Linked DNA regions of Gossypium hirsutum: region 1 is linked to region 2. A link is a contact called in public Hi-C data. All regions are on one chromosome and are shown on one strand. Each heading gives the region's core, a stretch centred on a gene start, on an enhancer-like site or on the middle of the called end of the contact. The rest is flanking DNA. Distances are from core to core; before and after follow the strand shown. Region 1 has its middle 19 kb from the start of LOC121204265. Region 2 holds the start of LOC107955669.

The links. A called contact is a pair of places that touch in the nucleus more often than the background predicts.
Region 1: a contact with region 2 is called in a Hi-C map of leaf, with 2.2 times the contacts expected there. The contact joins the enhancer-like site here to the promoter of LOC107955669 in region 2. A contact is called at or near these places in 5 of 34 Hi-C or Micro-C datasets (callus, fibers and leaf).

The regions. Positions count from the first base shown.
Region 1 is chrA07:87,904,108-87,908,464 of Gossypium_hirsutum_v2.1, reverse strand. No RefSeq gene overlaps it. Among protein-coding and RNA genes, the nearest start is that of LOC121204265, 19 kb to the right of the region's middle. Within about 2 kb of position 2,619, at least 1 of the 9 cell types and tissues checked has an H3K27ac peak or open chromatin away from gene starts, as enhancers often do. A contact at or near this core is called in leaf, where this site is marked.
Region 2 is chrA07:87,757,781-87,762,180 of Gossypium_hirsutum_v2.1, reverse strand. LOC107955669 reads left to right here and starts at 2,296. Exons shown (of 5, transcript XM_041116547.1): 1 at 2,296-2,690; 2 at 2,827-2,874.

The DNA.
Region 1 (4,357 bases), core at 1,370-3,869, 150 kb before region 2:
TTCCAGCTTTGTCATTGCTAAATCGGTACTATTTTTCTGTAGGAGAAAAGAACCCAAAAACTATTGAAGTTAATAAAATCACAGTTGTACCTGGAAAATTATTGTAAGCTGATATTAACACCAAGATTTGAGCGATGTGTACCCATTTCCTCCCAAATTTGTTGTAAGAATAATTATTATTATGAAATTTTGTTGCCTTATCGTATCCACTGCTATAATTTAAGAAAACATCAGTAGTCCATTTCATGTGTTTATTGTGCACCAAGAAAACAGTCTCCTGTGCGAAATTCTTTTGTGGAAACCAATTTGCTGTTATGCATGCATCTACGAATAGCACACTAAGGTTATGAGATGCTAGTAAGTCGGATCATCCAGTCTTTTTTAAGACACAACTTCATCATATGCAACCATGTGTTAATGAACCCAGGGTTTTTAATTTACGATCTCACTATTAAGTGCATGTATCCAACAATATAGAGTTGAATCTCACCATGAACCAAAGATTCCTTTAGTCCTAATTCCATTGTTCATATGTCATCTTTTTTCAAGGATGTTCTGTAAATTAATCTTTTTCCTTTACATTTTCTTCTTTGATATTGCTTCGTAGGATGTTTTCTTTTTTCTTTTTCTTTAGTAAATACATAGAATATTAAAAAAACTACAAAAAAAATTGTAAAGAAAACTAAAATTGGCAAATACATATTTCTTTCAACAACCACGTACATTGTAAGCTCATAAATTTTATTCGGATAATCCAATTGCATTTAGAAATACTTTTAAGCTAAAAACTTAAACAGTTGATAAAAGATAACCCTAGCTAGAATAAAGAGAAATGAGACGAAGAGAAGAGACAGCTCAGGAGGGATAGAAGATAGATAAGAACTTTCTCGAACCTTTGATGGAAATTTTATGCTCAGAGTCTCTTGAAAATTCTTAAAGTGATCAAGAACAATTTTACCTTACTTACGGACTTGCAAGGTCAAGAAAACTCGAATAATCATCAAAGAGTTTCGAGAATAGAAGAAAAGATATAAGAAGAATAAGCTCAGGAGAGATATTGCCATGGACTTCATAACATGAAATCTACTTTTCTTGAGCTAGGATGTTGATGACCTGGCGGACGAACTGCGATGGTCAGGTCCATGATCAAGGGTGGCAATGGGCGTCGTTGAGCCATTGATAGGAGCTTATGGCTCGGAAAGCCAATGAAGAAGGGTTAAGACTTTTTGGACTGGTCAGTAGAAAATGGATATGGAGGAAGTGGAAACAGTGCCATGAAAGATGAGAAAAAGCTCCTTAAACTTATCTATTTATATACAGTCTCAGTCTTGTGTGCCATAAGTTTATCAAAGTAATACGAAGGGATTTGGTTGATGTGTCGTTTTCTGTGCTTGTTTTGTTAGTAAATGCTTCCTTTTCTCTCTTCTTAATTTCTTTGAAATTAAAGAATGTTTTTTTACTTTAAAAAAATAAATGTTTTGCAACTTTTCAATTTTCAAACTTATATTAAATTAAAATATTATCGTTACAAGTTTTTTGACAGATATCGTTTAATGAGAAATGGTAGTAGAAAATAGAAATATTTTATACTTAATCTCCCTATTCCTACTTCCTTAGAAGCTTGGGTATTTTTCCATCTAGGTTTAATATCATGAGATTTTTTTTATAAAGCCATGTATCAAGACAAAGTGAGCAAATATATTGCTAAAATAGAGAATTAAAATCTAAGTAAATCTTGAGATACCCTTTGATCTTCTTATGAAAAGGAAAAGCTAGAAAAATCTTAAATTGAAATTTGATAGTGCATCCAAATTCATTTAATTTTTTTAGCAATAAATAAAAGTGAGTTTGGGATTTTAAATTATCACTTTTTCATAGAAATAATATAGGAATACTAATATTAAAAGTTAGATTGTATTTTATTTTCTTTATTCATGAAATTAAAAAATTATTTTTATACGTTAAAAAAAATAAATTGATCATTTTATTAAAAATTACATCCATTTCTATGTTAAAAATCATAAAGTGTACATAACATGTTACATATTACTATTTAATTATTCTACCAATCATATTAAATTTTAAAATAAATAAAAATTTTAACTAAAAAATTTAATTTATTATTTAATCTAATATGTAAAAATTAATTTAACCGTTTTAACTTTAATTATAAAAGATTAACGTTAGAACAAGGAATTTTATCTAACCCATAGATAGGGTTTTATTTTCTCAAAACCCATAGATAGGTTTACGTACCTACCAAACACTATAAAATATTTTTCTCCAATAGGGCAGAAAAGAAAAGGAAATAACAAAAAAACAAGACCGTAGGCCTAAGAGGGTTAGATACAAATGCCAAATGGGAGAGTAGCAGCAATGTACCACATAGTTTGACCATCCGTTTTGTCCCTCTCTTTGCACTTCCCAAACTCATATAAAGAAAAAAGCAATAGCAAAAGCTACTGTAATTCCCTAATTCCCATGTCTTATAGTATGTATGTATGTATTAACTGCGGCAGTCTCAGAACGGAGAGGTTTTTGCATTGTTAGGTCAATCTCAAATGGTCCCCCCCTCTTATTTATTATTTATACTACGTGCCACATGCCTTCTCTAATTACATTTAAGGGGCCACCCATGGCATTGGCAGTGCAGTACAGTGCATCGCAGTGCAGTGCAGAGCAGGGATATCTAAATCTTTAGTCAAAAAATATAATTCGGCCTCCATACATGCACTACAACTAATGCCATGGTCCAGCAGGAATGTCATGATTAGAACTACTAATTCTTTATTCAAATCCAAATCAGATCAGGACTTAAAAATTATTTTTATCAGTAAATAATGATTTGGATGTCTAAATAAAACCTCAAATAACAAATTTAAATATTTAAAAAATAATATTTATTTTTACCATGAATAATAAATGTGATATCCAAATACACAAAGGCGCATTGGATGGTGTGAGGAATGCCTTGAGTTTCTGAAATAAGCACGTCGTGGTTGTAATGGTTTTGCATGCATTTGATTGAGCTGAGACACAGAGAGAAAGGAGCAAAGCCACCTACCAACCCCATCTGAACCTATTTATGAATAGTCATCATTACCTTCCATTGCCTTCTCACCTCACTCATTTATTACTTTCTGCAAATGCCCCTTCACTTCACGTTCTTTTTATTTCACTATTACTATTTTTAAAATAAAAATTACATAATCCTTGAATTTACCTTCCTAAAAATCTTCAATTGGTTGATGGAAATTGTGAGATGGGGAAATCTTTCATTTTCAATCTGCAAAACAGCCCAGAAATTAGCAGAGCAGGCAAAGTGTCTCAAATAGCTAAAGACAGGCAACATGAACCCTTTTTTGTCATCAACAATTTGTATGCATCTTTATATAAATTGCTCCTATCTTATATTGGGAAATGAGATTTCACTCCTCACAATTCATTCAAACACCTAAGGTATTTGTATTCATCTTTTATTATGTTTTTCTATAATTAATATTCGTACATTATTTTAGATTTGTGGATATCTTGCAAATTGAGTATTAGCTTATTGTTAATACAAGAGGGCGTAGACTTAAGTGCGTTCAAATAAAGGTGAGTAAATTTTGATTTGATTCGAAAAACTTGATAAAAATTTTAAATTTTAAATTAAATAGTTCGAATTATTTAAGTTAATCAAGTTATTCGAATCAACTTGTTGGAATATTTTCAAATATTTATAGTGTTCCAATAACTATAAATGAATAGGTGTAATTAATCAAAAGATTATATTGTTTGATTTTTTGAAAAAGAATTATAACTATTTAAATAATTTTATTTGAATAATTATAATTAAATGAATAATTTTAAATACATTATTATTCAGAAAGACACCTATTGATGAAAGATGTCTCTATGAAGAGACATGAAAATTCCTATAAATAGGAATGAGATTTCATTTGGAAATCATACCATCGAACTCTAAGATTCTTTCTTTCCTTCCTTCGTTTTCTAATATTATTAGATTATTCTATAAAGTATTACTGCAGAAATTCTATATAGAAATTGAGTTACTTGTCATATATTGCTCAGTGTGTAGTGGACTATTCTCGTCAGTGCAAAACGCAAATAGTCATTGGCTTCATTGTATCCTCGAGGTTAATTTGCTTGGAACTCGTTTGCACACTGAAGATAGGTGGGGGCGAATATAACCTTAAAGATAGTGGCTTAATACACGCCTTAGAGCCTTGTCCTATTTCTTCTTTTATTCGAGTTCCGTTCGTCTGTTCGAGATTTTCCTCACCGAAGTTTTGTACTAACAATTTTAAGGTTATAATTCATGATGTCTACCACAACTCATGAAAGTGGAACACTA
Region 2 (4,400 bases), core at 1,047-3,546:
ACTTAGATGTTATGAAAAAGCTTAGAAAAAAATATATTTATTAATTTTAGTTATATTTTTGTGTATATGGAAAAAATGAAGAACGTTGTTAAATAATGGGATTTTCTTGCTAATTAAGGATAGAATCAAGTTTATGGAGGTTTGATTATATGTGTTATTGCATCTTAAGTTAAGTACATCGGATACTCTTACTTATTTTATTTTAAAGTACTTTATGAATTTAGTAATATTTATGTGATAAGTATTTATAATATATATATATATATAAATATATACAAATTCCTTGGCTCAATGGTGTAGAAATTAGTTATTATTAAATTTTGCTAAAAATTTGAATGTGAGATGACATATTAATTAATGAGGTATAATGAGACTTTGGTTGCTTACAAGTATTAGTAAGCATATTTGGATATGTTGGAATTATGTTATTAATGTAAAAATGTGAATAATTGTCATTATGACTATGAATAGGACTTATTGGTTAATTCATAATTTTACTCGATAAAGTCAATACTATGTTAAAACATAAGATTTGTTACGTAAAAATTTAAAAATAATGGAAACGTGACTTTCCACTATTGGGAATTATTATACAAAATGGACTTGTGTATAAGGCTTAACGAAATGCGAAAATGTATATGTAAATGTAAAATACCTATGATGCCTACATGTGAAAGAAAAAGGATGAACATGCTCATAAGGCATTTATTAATATGGATTTGATCATAAGTTTGTTAAAGTGCATAAAGTGCCCTTATATGATATGTGTATATGTATTTGTTAATTATCTTGATGGATATATGTTATTTATAATTGCAATGTGCCTTATTAGACTTAGTAAAATGTTATGAAAGGTTGGTATGCCAATTAAGGTCTATAGCATGTTTGAAGTTTTGTTGGAGGTTTCACACTTATTTGCACTTTTTATCGCATTTGGGCATTGCACTTATGTGTATCTTGGTGTGGTGTAGTTTATGCTCTCATGAGCTCATTGGTGCAGTAGAGGGATGTGTTGCGCTATCTTACAGTTTAGCATATCGGTACTCATTGGTGTGGTGGAGGAGTCTCGTATATGCAAATAAATTTTACTAGAATTTAATATGGGCGAAAATGAATTAAAATATTGGTAATCAACTTTAAATGTGAATATTGATAACTAAAAGCAAAAAATAAGTGATGTGAACTAAAGGACTTTTAACTAAATGAGACAAAAAAGAAATAGTAACCGAATAGATGAGTTGAAAGAGAATTTAATATGAAAAATGTGCTTTAAGGATGTGTGGTTTAGTGAAGTTACCTTAAGTGATATTGGATAAATTAATGATCCGAGCATACCTTAGTAAAGGAAATGGTAAAGAAATATATAAGGTGTGAAGAATACGTACGAAAGCTTATGTATGCATGTATGAAAATGTTAGGAAGTTAAGGGATAAAGGATTTAAATATTGTATAAGTCATTCACGTAAATTTCATTATGTGATAAGTTGATGAATTATGGAAATGTAAGTTTAGCCCTATAAGTTGATTAATGTAAATGAATCCATTAGGGACACTAAAACGTAGCTTGAATGAATTGATACGACATAATTAAGAAGGGCCAACATTGACAAAGTATAAGATATATAGTTTAGCAAGCTCAAGCGTTAGTTGTTTAAACGTGAAGGTCTTGACAAGAAGCTTGTAATTTCGGCTTAGGAGCATCGCATCACCATTTGATGTTTTAAAGTCGTAATCGTTACTTGTATTTTGGCATCTACATAAAGGCTTAGACTATTATATGAATTTGTAAATATTTTAACTTGCAAAATTAAGTGTCCTTTGGATCCTATTTGAAAGCAAATGAAGTCATTGGTTCATAAATGAAATTATTCATGTTTGAGATTTGAAATTATGTTTAAATAAGACTCAAATGATTTTAAAATGTTTGGAATTTTTTTGATATCATATGTTGATGTTTGGGAAATGATTCAAAATAATTTTTTTTTAAATGTATTCAAGCTTTCAAAGTATTAAAAATCATTTTAAAGAAGTTTTATTAAGTCTTAAAATGGTGTTTTATTAAAAGAATTTTTTTTTTTGCTTAAACTAAGAAAGATGGATAGAAAAGATAATGTTTGTTCACTTTGCTAACGTGACATCCACGTGTGTGTTACATCAACAAAATGAACAAACATTAACAGCTTATTTGGTTGGCTGTAATGCTAAACCATTACAGCCTTATTCAGTGGCCCAACCCTATTCCATTGTTTGGTTGACTGAATAGGCTATTACATCCATATTCCTTACAGCCTTATTCAAGGCAAAATCACCGTTTACAATTCAACACTCCCCCAAGGGAATACCTATTCAGCGCGAAAATTGTTCAACTTTACCCTTCTCACATCTGAGCATTTTCTCCTTCTTTCGTTCTACCCTTCTCCTCTTTTCAGTCTGATTCCCATTTCATTCCACCCTTCTCCCTCTTTTCAGTCTGATTCCCATTTCGTTCCACCATTCTCCCTCTTTTTCACCTAATTCCATTAATTCTCAGTATCCTCAAGCTCCGGTTGAAATCAGGGTCAACCGTTTCAATTTCCTCTCAACAAAAACACAGCTTGAAATTCTAACTTCAGTGTGAGAGGAAAGGGCAAACGATCCAACACCCAGATGTTAAATCAGTGCTGAATCGAGTGAAGCAGTTCACCGGCAAGGTAATTTTGCTTTGTCTTAATTAAGACCCCCCTTTTCGTTAACTATCACAGATCTCCAAGAATACACTTTACTTAATCAAGCTATTCTCTATTAGCTCGTTTGTTTACAAATTGCATCTATTTTTCCTTTTTTCAGCCAACATTGGGGCAAATAGTTAGGCAAAAACTGAGTGAAGGTAGAAAGGTAATCTACATATACTCCTTAATACAATAAGCAAACGTTTGGTGTTTATTTTATTTGTGTCCATTGTTTTCTAGAAGAAAGATTCTTTTATATGTTATTAGATTTGGAAGGACAAAGATAGAAATGAGGATTTGTTCTTTTGCTTGTTCAAACTTTTATTGATTTGCTTTTTTTAGGATATTTTGCTCTGTTAACCATTCTCCTTTGTAATGATTCATAATTGATGCTCGGGGGGAAGGGGGAGGGGGGAAGAGAAAAAATGGTGAAAATTCAACTTCTAGAAGTCTTCCTACACCTTGAATGTGCACTCGAGACTTATATGACATGCCTTGGTTAACTGACAGGCATTACATTTTGTAGCCATAAAAAGCTGCTATATTAGTACTGAGGGAGAATCTGCTTAATTGGTTGTGCACAATTACTTTTTAGTCTTTACATAGGATACATGAGCCATTAAACACTGCTAATTAACTTCTCATATAAGTATTGGTAACTTCAACTAAACTTTTCCGGGAGCCGCATATAACTTTCTAGCTTGCTTGTACTAAAAATTACATATATAAAATACGTATTTTCCGTAAACTTTATCACTAAAAAAGTTGGACCAAGACTAAGAACTTCTCGTAAAGTCTTCGCATTCAGATGTCCATCATTGAATGCAATGATTGTAAAACCCTAAAAAAGAGAAGCAAGCAGCCCATAAAAATATTTAAGATGTAATGATAACCATGAATAATTTAGCTTTCATTTGAAAGAGAAAAATTCTACTCAAAGATCAGAGAAATCTAGAACTCTATTTTAGCACAAAACAGAAGTGAACATAGACAGATTCAAAGATCAAAGGAAGTGTGATAAAATATGCTAAAACAAGAAACAAGAATCAGGTAGTTTCCCATTTTTCTCTACAGATGGAAGAAGATAGATATTGACAGATGGGGCAGTTTGAAAGAACTATAGAATTAAATGAAAATTGAAATTTTGGACATTAGAAAAGTGGCTAGTATATGGCCTAAACTACCACCTAATAGAATAAACTAAATAAGCAGAGAAAACTACAAGTGCTAATAGCTCTTTCAGTTCCAAGTATTTCAGTACCTTGTCATTTCTCTAATGCATTTGTTCAGAAGGGATACTCTAGACTACATCAAAGGGAAAACAAAAATTTCCCCATTTTGGATGTTGCGGGTGAACAAACTATGTCGAGGGTAAATGTTCTTTTCTAGGGACCCATTTTGGTGCGCCAAAACTAATTTTGTTACGACTATATTGTTATTGCTTGTATTCTCCTGCCTATCATCTGCAACTCTTTGGTGTGAAATGTTAGATTCATGGTAATTTACAAAAATTATTTATATTAAAATTATTTGCCCTATTTTGGAAGAAACTCGTGTCCAACATTTTCATTTGTTGAGTTGAAATTAAGAACTGCCCTAGTAGCCAAAAAACACAAACATAATTCAATGATCAAGAACAGATAATGTGCTCATAAGCTTTGTTTTAAAAATGGCTTAAGATGCGTATATATA